Regions from separate parts of the Sus scrofa genome. Here region 2 is linked to region 1. Evidence: chromatin contacts called from public HiChIP or PLAC-seq data. All regions are on one chromosome and are shown on one strand. Each heading gives the region's core, a stretch centred on a gene start, on an enhancer-like site or on the middle of the called end of the contact. The rest is flanking DNA. Distances are from core to core; before and after follow the strand shown. Region 1 has its middle 210 kb from the start of BCOR. Region 2 overlaps BCOR (BCL-6 corepressor).

Region 1 (4,748 bases), core at 839-3,338:
TACTTTTTGTTTGCCTTTTTATTTTTTAGAAAGTCTGTTACACTTCATTTTATGTATTTTTTGGGTGGGGGCCACACTTGCGGCATGCAGATGTTTCAAGGCCTGGGATTGAGCCCATGCCACCTGAACCACAGCAGTGACAACACCAGGTCCTTAACCCACTAGGCCACCAGGAACTGCAGCACATATTACTTTTTGAATTCAAACGAAATATATACATACATTTTTTACAAAATTTAGGAGTTCCCATCGTGGCTCAGTGGTTAACGAATCCGACTAGGAACCATGAGGTTTCGGGTTCGATCCCTGGCCTTGCTCAGTGGGTTAAGGAGCCGGTGTTGCCGTGAGCTGTGGTGTAGGTTGCATATGCGGCTCAGATCCCGAGTTGCTGTGGGTCTGGCATAGGCTGGCGGCTACGGCTCCAATTCGACCCTTAGCCTGGGTACCTCCACATGCCGCGAGAGCAGCCCAAGAAATGGCCAAAAGACAAAAAAATAAAAAATAAATTTTTTATAAAATTTAAAAAGCAATGCAGACCCCCCACCCGGGAAAAGGCCAAGGAATTTAAGAAAAATAATTACAATAATTGTATTTATTGAATCTGCAACTATTGATGCCTGACACTGCTCTCAGATATTTATTTAATTTGAGTGTAGTTGGTTTACAATATTGTGTTAGTTTCAGGCGTACAGCACAATGGTTCAGTTATATATATATATATATATATATATATATTTGCTTTCTAGGGTCTCACCTGCAGCATATGGAAGTTCCCAGGCTAGGGGTTGAATCAGAGCTATAGCTGCCAGCCTATACCACAGCCACGGCAACTCAGGATCAGAGCCACATCTGGGACCTACACTACAGCTCATGGCAACGCCAGATCCTTCACCCACTGAGCGAGGACAGAAATCGAACCCTCAACCTCATGGTCCCTAGTTGGATTCATTTCCACTGCGCCATAACAGGAACTCCAGTTACATATTTTCTTCTTCAGATTCTTTTCCCTTACAGGGTATTCCAAAATGTTGCGTATAGTTGTCTTTGCTACACAGAAGGTCCTTGTTGATGATCTATTTTATATATAGCAGTGTGTTTATATTAATCCCAACCCCCTAATTCACCCCTCCCTCACCACCTTGCTCTCAGATCTTGATATGGATAATCTCGTGGACACTTCACAACAATACACCGAGACACGGACTATTGTGACCCCATTTTACAGATGAGGAAACTGAACATAGATAATGATTTCCCCTAAATCACACAGCTCACCATGGGAGCTGAGAGATGGAGGCAAATCAAAATCACCCATAACCCCATTTTATCTAGAGATGACCACTGTTAAGTTCTTCCAGAATGTTCTGTGTTGTGTGAGTATGTGTTTACGGGTGCACCTGGGAGGGCCTTCAATTCCAGATATGTGATGAAATCTCGTGCCCTGACAATCTCCTCCGTCCTTTCCCTCTTCCTCGTTTTGGCTCTGGTTTGGGACTTTGTCTCTACTTTTGGGGGGTTTTCTACGACACATCTGGAGAGTCTCCTCTGCGCAAGTGACGAAACCCAAGAGAAGGCCTCTGCCTGCTGGAGAAAATGGCGAAGACCACCTGGCAGGAGCATCCTTAGAGGGCAGAGACCCCCCCCAGCGGTGACCCTTGATTTGCATGCAGGAAGCAAGTAGGTGGGCAGGCTGCGCGACTCAGCAGGTGATAGGGCCGACAACAACAACGCTCCACTGGCTTCCCGAAGGGCTGTGGATTGTGCGACAGAGAACATGTGCTGGGTGCAGAAGCCAGCCCGGAGGAGGGCTGGCCAGCGGTCAGCGTGCAGTAGGGCTCGGGTCCAAGGCGTGCAGAGCAACCAAGCCCCGGTCCTGACCCCGCCCCGCCCCGCCCCACCCCTGGCCCCAGGCCCCTTCCACCTTCCCAGGCGGGACACTCCTCATTGTTCTGGAACAAAGGCAGTTCAGACTTGTGAACTAGAAGGAGAAAAAATAAACTCAGCTGAACTCATCTTGCTTGTGTGTGAGCTCTTGGCTCTGGCCCCTGAATGGGGGGAGTCATGCAGGGCGGGTGGCGGGGGAGGAGTGGCGGGGAATGGCCCTGGGGACAGCTTGGCTGGAAGGGAGCAGGGACAGGGAGGTGCAGCCGGATGAGAAGAGTTGGTGATTTATGGCGCCAATAAGCACCACGGCGGTTCCCCTCAAGATGCGTCTGAGCACTGCGTCCTTGGAGCGTCACCTGTGTGTGCTGTGGCCTGCCGACGGCCGCCCCCCTGCTGGGGGCCCAGGGAGAGCCCCCCCATCTGAAGGGCGGTGGGAAAATGGGCCAGCAAGGTCTGGATGGTGCAGCCAGAAGGAAGGCACGGGGGAATGAGCTGGTGAGCAAAGGGTCTGCCTTCTTTTGAGGGACAAAGCGTAAGATGCGTAGACTCAGAGGGCCTTTTGGAAAATCAGCCAGTGAGTGGAATTCACTTTGGCGGCTGTCTCCTTCCTTTGAGCTTTAGCTCAAGGCTAAATTCTAGGCTGCGCCAGGCTAGGATCCTGTGCAGCCAGAAGTACTAACATTGCTTACGGGCGTACTATGTACTAGATACTTGGCTAAATTTCTTTTCTTTCTTTCTTTCTTTCTTTTTTTTTTTTGTCTTTTTGCTGTTTCTAGGGCTGCTTCTGTGGCATGTGGAGGTTCCCAGGCTAGGGGTCAAATCAGAGCCGTAGTCGCCGACCTACGTGGGATCCAAGCCTCGTCTGCAACCTACACCACAGCTCACGGCAACGCCGAATCCTTAACCCACTGAGCAAGACCAGGGATTGAACCTGAAACCTCATGGTTCCTAGTCGGATTCGTTAACCACTGAGCCACGCACGATGGGAACTCCCGATTCTTGGCTAAATTTCGAACACTTCGTGTCTGTTCTTCAAGCTTCAAGATGCCACCCTGACGTCAGTATTGTTACTAGCTTCATTTTGCCGAAGAGAAAGTGAAGTTCAGAGAGCTCAAATCACTTGCCCAAAGACCACAGCTTGTAGGTGGAAGAACTGGGAGGCAAGCTTATCTTTAGAACCAGGAACCGTAGTGCTTAAGGGTTGAGTTTTGCTGAGGGGCAGGCCCAGGGGTGCCCCAAGAAGGACATGGAAGCCAAAGCCCCAGAAGCCCTCCAGAGTGAACTTAGACCATTTTAGAACAGCAGGCTGCTTCCCAAGTCTGGGGTCCACTATGGCCCTCGGATCTTTGGTTGTTAGGCAGTCTGCATGTGTACCTTGAGGACGGAGAAGGTTTTTTTCTGAAAGTTTGACTTTCGGATTGACTCCATCTGGCTGGTTGGCCTCGAGTACTATTGCTGACTGCAGAGGGAGGAAGAAGCAGCACTGACCTGGAAGCTAGTGGGTGTTGGAGATCTGGCTTCCCACCGTGGACTTTGGCCTTGGCCGCCCTCAGCTGCCGGGGTCACTCAGAAACTCAGCTTTGTTTTGGCCATTTGTTGGGCTAAGAGTGAACAGGCAGATGGTTCTCCTGGCCCCGGGGGGACAGCCCACCCTCCGCCCCCACCCGTCGCCCTCCCTCCGAAGGCGGGCACTGAACAGAAACGGTTCCCTTTTTGCTGGGAGCTCAGGTGCTGGAAACTGAACAATTTTAGCTTGAAGGAAACAAAAAACGAGCCCAAATTGAAATGGTGTCTCGAATTCCAATGTCCTTAACTTCCCTTCTGCTCCTGCCGTGAGCTTGCTGGGCCAGGCAGTGAGAGTCTTCTGCCAGTGCTGGGCCACCGGCTCCTGGCAGGCTGGTGGAGACCTGGCACTCCCAGCAGGCTGTCTGGCTGCCCAAGAAGGCTATTCCCCGGCCACGTGGGCCCCTCAGCAGAGTATCAGCACGCTCTCCCGTGGAACCAGTGAGGCCCCCTGAATGTGTGTGGGTGGGGGTGCAGGCGGGGGCTACTGACTGGGTGTCACCTTTTGCCCGTTCACCCAGTCCCCGTGGAGTAAAACCTTGGCAAGATGGCCAGGGTGGATGGGTGGTGGAGGGGGGGATTGCTCAGCTACTGGAGCTCCCTTTTTTTTTTTTTTTGGTCTTTTTAGGGCCGTACCCGTGGCATATGGAGGTTCCCAGGCTAGGGGTCCAATCGGAACTGTAGCCACCGGCCTACACCACAGCCACAGCAACACAGGGTCCGAGCTGCATCTGAGACCTACGCCAGCCAAGCAGCTTTCAGCAATGCCGGGTCCTTAACCCACTGAGCGTGGCCAGGGATCGAACCCTTGTCCTCCTGGATATTCATCAGGTTTGTTACTGCTGAGCCACGACGGGAGTTCCCACAGGAGCTTCTTGAGAGAGTCTGGCCGAGGGCCAGTTGCCAGACACCCTGCAGTTTAGTTCATTCCTCCTTGGGGAGTTAGTTTTCTTCCAGGACTTCTGGAATATTCTTGAGCCGGGCTCGAGGGACAGAGGAAACAGCCTGCGTCTCCTTCTGCCCACCCCCGCACACTCCCCATGCACCAAGATTGATTTCCTATCAGAGCTCAGTGGTTTGCAAATGGTCAGTGGCCTGCAGGCTGCTGGGAGGGAGCAGGCAAGAGCTGGGGAAGAGGCCGCCCGCCTCCCTGGTGGCAGCTAGGAGGAGGAGGAGCGTTCCCCAGGACCTGGCCACCACCAAGCGCACAGGCCCAGAACACAGATTTGTTTTTCCGTCTGTATGACTGAGAGGTTTTCAGGCCTCTCTGGCAGGAAGATTTCCCTGGCACTTGGTGAACC
Region 2 (4,748 bases), core at 1,338-3,837, 150 kb before region 1:
GCGTTGCCGTGAGCTGTGGTGTAGGTGGCAGACGCGGCTCGGTCCTGCGTTGCTGTGGCTGTGGTGTAGGCTGGCAGCTACAGCTCTGATTCGACCCCTAGCCTGGGAACCTCCCTATGCCGCAGGTACGGCCCTTTAAAAACAAAACAAAACAAAACAAAACTGATTTTTAGAGTGCAGACAAGGTAAGGAAATGGAAATACTACATGGATGTAGACGCCTCTTTTGAGAAGTACAGCTGTGCTGGAGAACAGATAAATAGGGAGCTGGAGAAGGAGAGGTAGGGTCAAGGAAGGGCATTCTAAAGACGGGAGATGCTTCAAGGGAATGAATAGAACAGGGTAATTCAATAAAGAGTGCATGGGGGTGGGGGAGGGAGGCAGCCAGGAAGAGCCTCTGCCAGTGATATTTTAGCAGGTGTAGGAGGATGTCTTAAAATGGTACGAGGCCCTGTGCTGAGTGCTATGGGAACAGCAGGTTGAATGGATAGGCACAGGCCTTCAGGAAGGTTCCACTCCAGCAGGGAAGCTACTATGTTGCCCAAATCAGTTGCAACATTGCTAGAAAGTGGTTGATTCTGTTACTGAGGTACAAAGATCTACAAACATCCCACTGGGGTGCCTGCTGGTGGAGTTTGCTCACATTTCCAGTGATTCCCTGGGTTTCTGATAAACCATTAGCTGGGGGAGAGGAAAATGATATTTTGCCTGAAATTTGTGGGTTTTCCCATAGGGATTAAATGGCATGCCTGCCCTAGAAGGCTTTTTTAAAAAGCGGGAATAAATAAATAAAAATCCCAAGAAGAATTTATATTCCTGATGGCTTTGCTGATGGTCGTGTAAATTGTATATTTAATCAAAGGCACTCGAATGTCTCTCTCTCTCTCTTTTTAACTATTGAAGAGCCATTTAAATGTCAACATAAGTGATTCCCTCCCAAATAGTGCTGTTTATACATTACTTCCCCTAATAGACCATAATGATTCATAAGGAGGCATTTCGCGCCTCTAAATTGTAGGCCTATTGAAATATAAATTAAGATGATAAATAATTTGACCTTACCTGAGAGTACTAAGTATTTACATGTGTCAAATACGAAATTACCCTGAATATCAGGGTCCCTAAAAAGGAAGCCTTCTTCTTCTGGCTGCATGCAATAAATGAAACGGGTTTAGACATTTCCTTTCAGAATGTGGAGGAAAGAGAGGGGCAGACACAAAAGAACGCGCCCGGGACCCGGCCGTCCCCGCCCCCCAGACTTCGCCTTGGGCTGGGGGGGGGGCGCCGGACTCCCTCCCCCGGAGTGAAAGGCGGGTGCCGGCCGCCCCGGCACACCCCGCGCGCCCTCCTCTCCCCCTCCTCCCGCAACGCCGCCGGAGTTGCTAAACATGGAGTTTCTACAGGAACTTTGCCAGGCCGAGCTCGCCGCCCTCCCGGGTCCCCGCAGCGGGATTCACCGAGTCGGCGGCGCCGCGCGGCCTCCCCGCCCCCCACGCGCCTCCGGGGAGCCGCTGACCCGGCGGCCCCCGGCTTCGCGAAAGGCGTTCGGCCAGGCTCAGAAGCCGAGAAGGCGCGGAGCCTCCCGGTCTCCGCGGCCGCCCCTGCCCGGGCCCCGGAGGTGGCAGCTGGGAGCCCTCGGCGGGGCCCGAGCCCAGCCCGCCTTCCAGGCCTGTTTGTTGGCGGCCGCCAGCGCTCGGGGCCCGGGGCTCGGCGAGCTCTCCACTCTCCTGGCCGGGGCCGACCCGCGGGGGTCGCCGAAGCGGCGGAGCAGCGCAGGCCGCGGCGGGCCCAGGCTGGGTGCCTTGGTCGCTCGCGCCGGGTTTTTGTTTTGTTTTGAAGCCCGGCGTGGGGGAGGGGCAGCACCTTGTCAATGAGAAATTTCCTGTTCGCAAGACTCCGCTTGCAGAGTTTCTGTCCTGCCCTTGAACTGACAAGTGGATCTCCGCAGCGCGAGCCCCCGGGAGTCCATCCAGGCGCGCCGGGCGTGCGCGGGGGTGGGGGCGGGGGCACCCGCGCCGCGGCGCCGAGCCCCCCGGGAGCCCGGCGGAGCGGGGCCGACGCCTGCCCTCCCGGTTCCCGGGCGCACCCGTGAGCGCCCAGCCGAGCAGTGACTAATCTGCGGCTCCGGGCCTCTTGGCGCGCAGCCCGGGCTCGCCTCCCGCCCCCTTGTTCCTCCCCCTCCCTGCCGTCCTCCCGGCCCCGCCGCGCCGAGCTCCGAGGAGAGAATCGCGCGGGCCGCCGCCGCGCTCCCAGGAGTGTGGGAAGCGGGTCGAAGCAGGCGGCTCCCTCGCCGTCTCTCCAGTCGCCCTTCTTCTACCCAGGCCCGAGCGCGCGTGTGTGTTTCTTTCCCCGTAAGCACTTTGATCAGCGTTTCCTCAGCGCTGCCGAGGAGCCAGTGCGAACCGGAGCTTTTAACCCCCTGCGTGCCGCCCCACGGTGTGCTCCGTGGGGAGGGCGCCGTAGGGAGACTAGTCGACAGGGGCGCGATCGGTTTGGCTTGGCAAGCCGGAGTCTGGAGGAGCCCGACCGGATCAGAGAAGCCTGCCCAAGTGCGGCAGGCTCTCCTGGGGAGAGCAGGCCCCGAGGCCCGGGGCGGCTCGTTAATGTTCCAGCCTGCCCGGGGGCCGCACAGTAACCCGACCTGCCAGGCGAGGCGAGGTGCGGGCTTGAAAGGCCCGGCAGGCGGAGGCTTCTGGAGGGGCTCTTGAGGCCCTGAGGGGACCCACTTTCACGCACCCTGTCCCCTGGAGCGTGGACGGTTCCCGACCCAGGGTGGGGGCCTCGCGCTCGCCCCGCAGACTCGGCTCTGGCCGCCGCTCCCTCCCCTGGCCAGGCCTCGCCGGGGAGTTAATGATTGATTTACTGGCTCCGCGCGGCCGGCGCCCTCCCAGCTATTTGTCGAAGCTGAGGAGTTGCTGGCGAGCAGCGCAAAGGCCGGGAGAGCGGGGTTCGCCCGGGAAGGGAAGCCGAGCTGCCGACGGGAACGGGCGGCCACTCGATTAGCCCCCACTGAGCGGCTCTAGCCTTGTCCAGGGCGAACCTGCTGGAGGCCCGGGCCCGGCGAAGGGAGCATTGGGAAGCGCCACACGTAAACGGGTTGGCAGCTGGTGATTAGGCCGCCCGGTTTTATGAGTCATAATGGGTCGCCCGCCTGGCCCTCAACCTGCTCGCTGTGGACTCGGCTCGCCGGGGTCCAGGCGGTGGACCGTTCCAGGCCGTGCAGAGGGGGATGCTCTGTAGGGCGCCGGCCGCTCTAGGCGTTGCGCAGGATTTCCTCTCATTTCTCGCAGAAGGCAACACAAACACCCTAAATCAAACCGCTCCGACAACCGAGGGCTCCACACAGACACATCAATAAGGATTTCGCCTCCCGCGTTCGAACGCACTGAAACACTTGTCCTATTTTTATGCAAATGACACCACACAAATAGATCTCGCAGGCCCGGGAGTGGGGCGAGAGGAGGAGGGGCGCCGTCGCCCCAGCCTGGGGGCTGCGAAGGGGGAGGAAGTCCCAAGCCAGCACCCCGGGGCCCGCGCCGGCTTGGGCGCAGCGGGGCTGGTACTGGCCAGGCGGCCCGCCCCGCGCACAGTGGCTCTCTGCCAGCCCCGCCAAGTCGGCCGCGTCCCCAGGCTGCCTGCAGAGGCGGATTAGGGAAAGGAGCGAAGCGAGCCTGTGACTAATCGCGGGGCCTCGGACCGAAGCACCAAGGCCATGTGCGACTGACAGGATCGACACTAGCAGAGGACACGGCGACGCCTCGCTTAATTGCAGGCTTAAAAAATTGCCGCCTGAGCAGCTCCATTGCGGAGCCATGGCGTGCGCTCTGGGCTGGGGAGCGCGCCAGGGGGACCTGCGCTCTCACCCGTGGGAGGGAGGTTTGGCATCTCCTGCATCGAGGGACCTGGCTCTCTCGGCCTGCCCCCACTCTGCAGGGTCCCCCCACCCTGCTTGCGGGACTGAGTGTAGCTGAGCCGACCAGTAGAGTAGGATCCAGCTTCCAGGCCTAGATTTCTGACCCTTCCCCCCCCTGGGGCCCACGTTCCGCCTTTTCACCCTATAAAGGAGGCTATACAGTTGGAGGTGAGCGATTCCAACAAACCCTTCGTATAAAACCCACACACGTGAACCACTCTCTTCTCTTCCCTCCCTTTCCTTCTCCACAGGCTGATACAAAGCCCCGAATGACCAAAGGGAGGGAGAAGCAAGTCGGGCAGGGCTTCAAGGAGCGGCGTCACCGAGTACCAAAACCTAGAGGCCCACAGACACGCACCCTAGGCGCTTCACCCCTGGTCACCACAGTGCCTCTAACCCAGACCTCCTTCCTGGAGCGCTGAGGCCTCTCGGGGGAGAAGGGGGGGAAGCTTCGGCAGGCCGACTGGCCTGTGTTTGAGGGGAGGGTGGAGGGTGGAGGGTGGAAGGCGGGGTGGCGGGGAACCCAGCGAGAGAAGTTTCCACCACGCTCTGGTCGGCTGTTGCCAAAATCCCCGGGCCCCTCCCCCGCCCGCACCGCCTTCCGTTGCCACCACAAGTTTGGTTTCACGAGAGCTCGGGACAAAAGCAAACGTTTTCTATAGACCCCGAAAACAAAGGGGAAAGAGACGCGCGGGGCGGCCGAGAAGCGGCTGCTAGCGTAATGGTGCCGGGCGGACAGCAGAGCATTAGAACTGCAAAAGCCGCGCGGGCGGGAGGAAGTGCGAGGCGGGAGGCGGGAGCGCGGGGAGGGCGGGCGGGGGAGGGGCGCTGCGCCA

The links. HiChIP or PLAC-seq counts read pairs in DNA pulled down with a chosen protein or histone mark.
Region 2: an H3K27ac HiChIP or PLAC-seq map of skeletal muscle shows a contact between it and region 1. The contact joins two enhancer-like sites. A contact is called at or near these places in 2 of 47 Hi-C or Micro-C datasets (skeletal muscle and subcutaneous adipose tissue) and 1 of 2 datasets of contacts at active chromatin or transcription factors (skeletal muscle).

What each region holds. Positions count from the first base shown.
Region 1 is chrX:35,675,916-35,680,663 of Sscrofa11.1, reverse strand. No RefSeq gene overlaps it. Among named protein-coding and RNA genes, the nearest start is that of BCOR, 210 kb to the left of the region's middle. Within about 2 kb of position 2,088, at least 14 of the 83 cell types and tissues checked have an H3K27ac peak or open chromatin away from gene starts, as enhancers often do. A contact at or near this core is called in skeletal muscle, where this site is marked.
Region 2 is chrX:35,823,025-35,827,772 of Sscrofa11.1, reverse strand. All of the region lies in intron 1 of BCOR (BCL-6 corepressor), which reads left to right. Among named protein-coding and RNA genes, the nearest start is that of BCOR, 66 kb to the left of the region's middle. Within about 2 kb of position 2,587, at least 50 of the 83 cell types and tissues checked have an H3K27ac peak or open chromatin away from gene starts, as enhancers often do. A contact at or near this core is called in skeletal muscle, where this site is marked.